3 separate regions of the Mus musculus genome follow, and regions 2 and 3 are each linked to region 1. A link is a contact called in public HiCAR-type and promoter capture Hi-C data. All regions are on one chromosome and are shown on one strand. The core of a region is the stretch at or near the end of the contact, and the rest is flanking DNA. Distances in the headings are between cores, read along the strand shown.

The links. Promoter capture Hi-C pulls out the DNA fragments that hold promoters and counts their contacts. HiCAR-type assays count read pairs that join an accessible place to other places.
Region 2: a promoter capture Hi-C map of hippocampal neurons shows a contact between it and region 1, with 2.5 times the contacts expected there. The contact joins the enhancer-like site here to the promoter of Scamp5 in region 1. A contact is called at or near these places in 9 of 39 promoter capture datasets (the 3T3-L1 cell line, the C10 cell line, embryonic stem cells and 4 more), 2 of 484 Hi-C or Micro-C datasets (the G1E-ER4 cell line and large pre-B cells), 1 of 115 datasets of contacts at active chromatin or transcription factors (embryonic forebrain) and 1 of 9 other capture datasets (pancreatic islet).
Region 3: a contact with region 1 is called in a HiCAR-type map of astrocytes, with 2.8 times the contacts expected there. The contact joins the promoter of Imp3 here to the promoter of Scamp5 in region 1. A contact is called at or near these places in 7 of 39 promoter capture datasets (3T3-L1-derived adipocytes, the C10 cell line, embryonic stem cells and 4 more), 7 of 115 datasets of contacts at active chromatin or transcription factors (the 230-238 cell line, T-cell acute lymphoblastic leukemia, astrocytes and 4 more) and 1 of 9 other capture datasets (embryonic stem cells).

What each region holds. Positions count from the first base shown.
Region 1 is chr9:57,466,789-57,469,366 of GRCm38.p6, forward strand. It overlaps Scamp5 (secretory carrier membrane protein 5), which reads right to left and starts at 1,272. Exons shown (of 7, transcript NM_020270.3): 1 at 1,145-1,272.
Region 2 is chr9:56,888,612-56,891,189 of GRCm38.p6, forward strand. Cspg4 (chondroitin sulfate proteoglycan 4) reads left to right here. Exons shown (of 10, transcript NM_139001.2): 3 at 1-175; 4 at 1,447-1,929; 5 at 2,379-2,555. Among named protein-coding and RNA genes, the nearest start is that of Cspg4, 25 kb to the left of the region's middle. Within about 2 kb of position 1,295, at least 16 of the 459 cell types and tissues checked have an H3K27ac peak or open chromatin away from gene starts, as enhancers often do. A contact at or near this core is called in hippocampal neurons, where this site is marked.
Region 3 is chr9:56,936,193-56,938,770 of GRCm38.p6, forward strand. It overlaps Imp3 (IMP3, U3 small nucleolar ribonucleoprotein), which reads left to right and starts at 1,308. Exons shown (of 1, transcript NM_133976.2): 1 at 1,308-2,206. The coding sequence starts at 1,315. The coding sequence ends at 1,869.

The DNA of each region.
Region 1 (2,578 bases), core at 22-2,521:
TACTAACACTCCATTTTCGATGGCCCATCCCTGCCACGGTTCTCTCTCAGCAATGGAGAGCTGGTCCTATCTCTCCAAGTTCCCACAGACGCTAAACTAGCAACCCCAAGCAAAATCTCTCTGCCAACCGTGGCCCTGCCAGAATCATCTCCCTCTTTCACAGTCCTGATGGAGAAGACATAATGGGTAACGCACGGGTTGCACATTTCTCTAGACCATCCCTCCCACACACACCACAGACAGGCTGGGGTGGAGCAGCAGTGCTTCATGCCCACCTCTGAACTTTGTCCATTACCACACTGAGATGCCCTCTCTCGCCTCTGCCTCCTTCCAAATCCCACCTCCAGAAAGTCTCCTCCTGACAGCTGCTGCCTCTTGTCTCTGTCTCCAGCCCTGGCCTTTGCTGATCTCCTCAAGTCGGCCTTTAACAACCAATTATCAGTCCTAGTCTTACTTGACTCCCCCAGACTCCAGATCAGGAGAACCTCAAGGCAAGGACGGGGATTGGTTCTTACACATCTCCCCTCCTTCCTCGTGACTGACTGGTGCTAATGCTGGATGCGCTACATCCAGCACCCCCATCCCACTCCCCAAAGCCCTGGTGGTATCCGGGCCCTAGGCAGTGCACCCATCCCCCTCCTCCAAAAACCAGGCTGCTCAGACCCGCGGTACAAAGGTCGGCCTTCCAGGGATGAGTACAACTTGGGTCCACCTGCAGGTGCCTTTTGTGATACCACGGTCACTAGATTCCAGACGTTCCCATCCCCGGCCGCATGCGCCATCCCAAAAGGAGGAGGCCGGCTTCCAGGGAATGCCAGGTGGAACTCGGGGTTTGTGGGGTGGAGGGCCCAAAGCCCAGGCTCCATCCAAGGGCCTGACGTCACCCAAATCCCGGGCTCCCTCTGCGGGGACAGAGGAAAGAGGAAACAGGAATGGGGAGGAGGATTTAGGGGTGTACAAAGAGCGCTTACCACCCCAAGCAGGAAAGGTCACCTCGACTCCCCACCTCTCCAGAAGCTCGACCTACCCCCTCAAATGAAGAGGGACTCTTTGAAGGCAGAAAATTGGAGCCGCTGACACCTCTCCAACCCAGCTCGTAGCTTCCCCGCAGTGCCCTCCTTGGGTCTCCAGGCCCAGGACTCACCAGCCCCGACCGCTCGGCTGCAGAAAGGTAGTCGCGCTGCGCCGCGCTGAGCTGCGCTGCACCGGGCGATCAGGCGCGGAGCGGGCCGCGAGCGGCTCCCGGATTGGGGGCGGGGAGCGTGCGCGCGCGTCCGAGGCGGGCCCGCGCGCTCCCGTGCCGCCCTGCCTGCTGCAACCACTCTCGCGAGACTCCCACACTGCTCGTAAGGCTATTCCACGAGCGCTCGCGAGAAGCAAGGCACCGGCGCCTCCGCACCTTGCAGGAGCTGTCCGTGGTGCTAAATATTCGGCCGTTCCTCGTCCAGGTGCTAGGTGGGCACCTTGGGGACAAGAGCACAGTGAGTGCATAGAAAGGAGAAACATACAGTAGTGCCAGCAACTAGTGCCTTAACTTCCACATCTGCAAAGTGGGAAGAATAACCCCCATACCAATCGCAGGGACCTGTGGGATGTACCGGGAAAGAGGAAGAGACAGCTTGATGAGGGGCTGGAGAAATGGCTCAGTGGTTAAGTGTACTTGTTGTGCTCTTACAAAGGGTTGGGGTTTGATTCCTAGCACCCATATGGTAGTACCATAACCCCAGTTCCGGGGATCCAAATCCAGAGTGCTTGTCTCTGTGAGTTCAAAGGCAGCTTAATCTTCATAAGTTCCAGGACAGTTGGAGCTACATAGTGAGATCTCAGAGACAGACAGAGAGAGACAGAGAGAGCACAGGTGTGTGGGTTGATTCACATCAATATTCCTAGCCCTTCCAAGACACAGGCAATGGGGTCAGTGCAAGTTCAAAGCCAGTTTATCTACACAGCAAGTGGGGAAGTACTGGACTACCAGGATACACATGAGCTACTGTCTCAAAAAGGAAGGGAAATAAGGAATAGAAGAATAAGGAATAGCTCTGAAAAAAAAAAGACAAGAAAGAAGAAGAAGGAAAGAGATAATAATGTACAGATGTTAACAGCAAGAATGAGAAGGGACCAAGGTAAATGCTTACAAGTGCAGAATTAGTGTAGCTCCGAGACTCCTTGGCGACATGGGGCTGGGGTAGGAAGACAAGCTGCCATTGTGAGTGGTGTTTACATAGTAAAACCCTGTGGGTCCTCCACAGCCAAGGCCATCCCCTGCCCTGCCAACCAATGGCTTCGATCCCTCACCCACACCACCCTGGGCCTGGAAGAGGGCTTCAGTGGGTGGGATACACTGCAGGGATTCTTTGCCCAGACTAAGGGCCCATTGTGTGGCTCTAGCCTGCTGGCACTGGGGCCTCACTCCCACAGCTGGCATGGGAAGGGAGGGAGAGGAGAAGAGCAGACAAGAACAAGTGCAGAAGAGACCAGAAGGAGGCTGAGCTGGCCGAACAGGAAGCAGCAGAAGCTACCAGACCAGCCAGAAGGAAGAGTCCCAGCCTTCAAACAGAGACCAGATTCTCTTTTATTT
Region 2 (2,578 bases), core at 45-2,544, 580 kb before region 1:
CAGCCCCCAAGACACCCTGGCGTTTTCTGTGGCAGCAGGGCCAGTACACACTAACACCTTCCTACAAGTGACCATTGCCCTCGAGGGTCCCCTGGCCCCACTGCAACTGGTGCAGCACAAAAAGATCTACGTCTTCCAGGGGGAAGCGGCTGAGATCAGAAGGGACCAGCTAGAGGTAAGGCAGTGCACGAGGCCTGCCAAGCTGAGGGTACTTCCATGAGGGGGGCGTTCCTGTGGGGATGCAGGTCTTAGGAGTATTACAGCTTCAGTAGTCACCTGTATGTGTTGTAGTTCTGCATGTGTCTAGGAACATACACCTACCTGTTAAGTGTCACGCACCTCCAGAGATCACATATACATGTGTCCTTGCTATGGATAGCCGTGTAAAATCTGGGTTCCAGCCAGATCCACAGAATCTCTGAAGCAGAGACCAAGAGTGTATATCCTGTCACAGTCCCTATGAGGTTACCATGAGGGGTGACCTTTAGGAGCGCTGCCCCTCAGATCCACAGGTCCTTAGCTCTTTCCCTAGACTCCACAACAGAACTGTGAGGGCCTGTGATGGTGTCTGTTAACTCAGGGAGCTCACAGCGCAATGCTGACCAGCTGGCTCACTGCCTTACTGTGAAGGCCCAGTTTTGAGGCCCTTCCAGTTCTGAGTGTTTGGACTTTGAGAAAGACCATGACTAAACATGTCAGGAAGTGTCCACACCAGAGGAGGCAGCATATGAACCAAGCTTTGGTGGTGCACACCTTTAATCCCAGCACTCAGGAGGCAGAGGCAGGCAGAGCTCTTTGAATTCAAGGCCAACCTGGTCTATTAAGAGAGTTCCAGGCCAGACAAAAGAAGAGGTAGGAGAAGAGTGGAGAAAAGAGAAAAGTATGGAGTATGGACAGCAAAAAAAAGTAGCAGATGGCATTCCAAGCTAAAAGAATGGATTCTGGGGGCTAGAGAGATGGCTCAGTGGTTAAGGGCACTGACTGCTCTCCCAAGGGTCTTGAGTTCAAATCCCAGCGACCACATGCTGGCTCACAACCATCCGTAATGAAATCTGATGCCCTCTTCTGCTGTGTCTGAAGACAGCTGCGGTGTACTTACATATAAATCTTTAAAAAGTGTGTGTGTGGGGGGGGGTGTATTCTGCAAAGGCATAGAATCAGAAGTGCAGTGTAGTTTAAGAGTGGTGCTTAGACTTTTTTGTGTGGGTAGAGCAGGCATTGAAGGAGTACTCAGCCTCCTTTGGGGTGGACCAAATCAGCAAACTGCTTAAGACCTGGGAGCCTGTGCTGCTAGGTATGGTGAGAGCGCCCTCTTGTGGTATATAGTGTCAGCTATAGCAGATCCTGAGCAAAGCATTAGCCACACGTGGCGACCGAGCCTGTTCTGCCACCTGAGGTCCACAACAGCCTGTGACCCCGTTTGTCCCCATCGTCTCTGTTGACTAGGTGGTCCAGGAGGCAGTGCTGCCTGCCGACATCATGTTCTCGTTGAGAAGCCCCCCGAACGCCGGCTACCTGGTGATGGTGTCCCACGGCGCTTCAGCAGAGGAGCCGCCCAGCCTGGACCCTGTGCAGAGCTTCTCCCAGGAGGCAGTGAATTCAGGCCGGGTTCTCTACCTGCACTCTCGCCCTGGAGCCTGGAGTGATTCCTTCTCCCTGGATGTGGCCTCGGGCCTGGGTGATCCTCTTGAAGGCATCTCTGTGGAGCTGGAGGTGCTGCCCACAGTCATCCCCCTGGATGTTCAAAACTTCAGCGTTCCCGAGGGCGGCACCCGGACGCTGGCCCCTCCTCTGGTCCAGATCACTGGGCCTTACTTCCCCACGCTGCCAGGCCTTGTCCTGCAGGTGCTAGAGCCACCGCAGCACGGGGCCCTGCAGAAGGAGGATCATTCTCAAGATGGGAGCCTCAGCACCTTCTCCTGGAGAGAGGTACCGGAGACACCTGCGCCTCCTCGGCTCTAGTTACTGGCACTGCTTTATGCTTTAATTTCAGTCTTCCCCTGAGAAATGGAAACGTTGTTGTTTACACACACACACACACACACACACACACACACACACTTCTTTTTTTTTTAAGAATGTAATATATATCATTGCTCTATTCAGACACACCAGAAGAGGGCACCAGATCCCATTACACATGGTTATGAAACACCATGTGGTTGCAGGGAATTGAACTCAGGACCTCTGGAAGAGCAGTCAGTGCTCTTAACCACTGAGCCATCTCTCCACATACACACTTCTTACCTGTGGAAATGTGTTCTAAAGGGATCTGTCTCCTGTACCTAACAATGGGACGTTAAGGGTGCTGGTCCCAAGATCCCTGTTGAGTCTTGGGCTAGCTGAAGCCTGACAACCAATCCTGGGTCTCCTCATAGGTGGAAGAGCAGCTGATCCGCTACGTGCATGATGGAAGTGAGACACAGACAGACGCCTTTGTTCTGCTAGCTAATGCCTCAGAGATGGACCGCCAGAGCCAGCCCGTGGCCTTCACGATCACCATCCTTCCTGTTAATGACCAACCCCCTGTTCTCACCACAAACACAGGCCTGCAAGTGAGTTCACTCCTGAACCTATC
Region 3 (2,578 bases), core at 58-2,557, 530 kb before region 1:
CCTACTTACACTCTGAATTTCTCATCATTGATGGGTACCATCAGTCACTGAGGATTGCAGAAACAATCTCCAGACATACCTGAGTAACACTTTAACTCCAGCACTTGGAGGCAGAGGTAAATGGATCTCTTTGAGTTTAAGGACAGCCTGGTCTATATAAAAATTACCAGGACAGATAGTACTAGAGACATTCTGTCTCAAAAAATAAAATAAAGTAAGACAGCCATGGTGGCACATGCTCACTCATAATCTCATCCTTTTGGATTGAATCTGGTTATATTGTGGTGAATTCATGGCTGACCTGGGCTACCTAAGGAAACTGTGTCAAAAAAATAAGAGGCAGGAATGCTTCCAATCCTGATTGTTTGGTACTACTGCCAGTCCAGTGACAGATCTCATGCTGGCCAGGATGGGACTATTTGTCAACTCTGGGGACCACTGGAACTGAGACATTTGCAGAGTTCTAATCACGTTTTTTGACAGAGATAATCCTCTTATTTATTTATTAGCATTCCACTCTTCTAAAGTTGTGTATGCTTTAAAAAAAAAAGATTTGTTTTATGTGTATCAGTGCTCTTAGCTGCATGTACATGTGCATGTCAGAAAAGAGCATCAGATCACATTATAGATGGTTGTGAACCACTATGTGGGCGATGGGACTTGAACTCATGACCTCCGGAAGAGCAGCCGTGCTGTTAACTGCTAAGCCATCTTTCCAGAGTTGGAGAGATAGCTCAGCCATTAAATAATAGGCTCACAACCAAAACTATGAGACAACTCTTTTAAAGGCAGTAACCTCTCTCTCTGGAAACTGACATCTACAGCTATTGACGGAGCAGACTCTCTTCAGTCACCAAAGACAGAACTCTGAGAGTAAACTAGGTGCTGCCAAGATGGCTCAGCGGTTAAGAGCACTTGACTGCTCTTCCAAAGGTCCAGAGTTCAATTCCCAGGAAAACCACAAACAGGGGATCTGAAGCTCTCTTCCGGTATGAAGACAGAGCAATCATATACACAAAATACGTAAATGAATAAATATTTAAAAACAAAACACAACACTGGACTAGACTAGTTGCATACGCACTGCATGCAAGGAAAAGTGTATTCGCAGGACACGGCTCTCCTTCCGCAATTCTTTCTCCCCCGCTCCCCTTTCAAAACAGGAAGTTCCAGAGTTGGACGAATGAAAAACCGGGGGCGTGTCTTTAACCAATCTTTTGATTGGTCCAGTGATCTAGAGGCGGGGTCTTTCTACGTCGAGGCGGAAATTACGCTAGATTTTCAACGTATTCCCTTTCTCCCGCATTCTCCATCATGGTGCGGAAGCTTAAGTTCCACGAGCAGAAGCTGCTGAAACAGGTGGACTTCCTAAACTGGGAAGTCACCGACCACAACCTCCACGAACTGCGTGTGCTGCGGCGGTACCGGCTGCAGCGGCGCGAGGAGTACACGCGCTACAACCAGCTGAGCCGAGCGGTGCGCGAGCTGGCGCGGCGCCTGCGCGACCTGCCGGAACGCGACCCATTCCGCGTGCGCGCCTCGGCGGCGCTGTTGGACAAGCTGTACGCTATGGGCCTGGTGCCCACGCGCGGCTCACTGGAACTCTGCGACTCCGTCTCGGCCTCGTCCTTCTGCCGCCGCCGCTTGCCTACTTTGCTCCTCAAGCTACGCATGGCGCAGCATCTCCAAGCTGCTGTGGCTTTTGTGGAGCAGGGTCATGTCCGCGTGGGCCCAGACGTGGTCACTGATCCCGCCTTTCTCGTCACTCGCAGCATGGAGGACTTTGTCACCTGGGTGGACTCATCCAAGATCAAGCGGCACGTGTTGGAGTACAATGAGGAGCGCGATGACTTTGATCTAGATGCCTAGCGAGTCTTCTTGTCCTGGCTTCTCAGCTACAGGTCACTGAACCGGGGATGGGGAGGATTGCCCCGGTGTACTGGGAATTTTTCCTAGAATTTGGACTGACAATTAAGTGACTGTGTCTTGAGAGACAGTGGGAAGCAGTTTTGTACCGCACTGGGGATTGCTAGCTTCTTGTGCCTTAAACTTTGTGGTGTAGAAGCAGGAATGTTACCTCTTCCCCTTTGCTTTCATCTTGAAATAGGACCGTCTGGATGGAGAGTTTGAGTTCAGTATATTTATATCGTTTAAAGAAACCCTTTCCTAATGCCAATAAATGTCCCACCGACGTTGTTTAAGTGCACATTTTTGTCTGGTCGTTCTTCTTACCTAGGGTCCTACATAGCCATATCTATTATCTTGCTAGCTGAAGAGCCTAAGGGCAGGAAAAGGGTTGAAGGCGTGAGGCTTTGGAGCCTCACGTGGAGGTTGCAGGATGTTGTACAAGCTGGGCAGATTTGTCACTTAACCAGTCCTTTTCTCGGAATGAATGTTTTGGCAGAGCTTTTATCCACAAGACTTCCTGTTGATATTCCAGCCCCAGGAAATACCATATTAAAGTCCTGGAGTGTTTGCTTGCCTAAGGAAATGATCGCCCTGTAGTTTGGCCAGCTAGTGGTTAGAAGGGACCCAGGAGGTTCCTGAAAACAGATGTTCTTCAAGGTCCTGGCTTCAG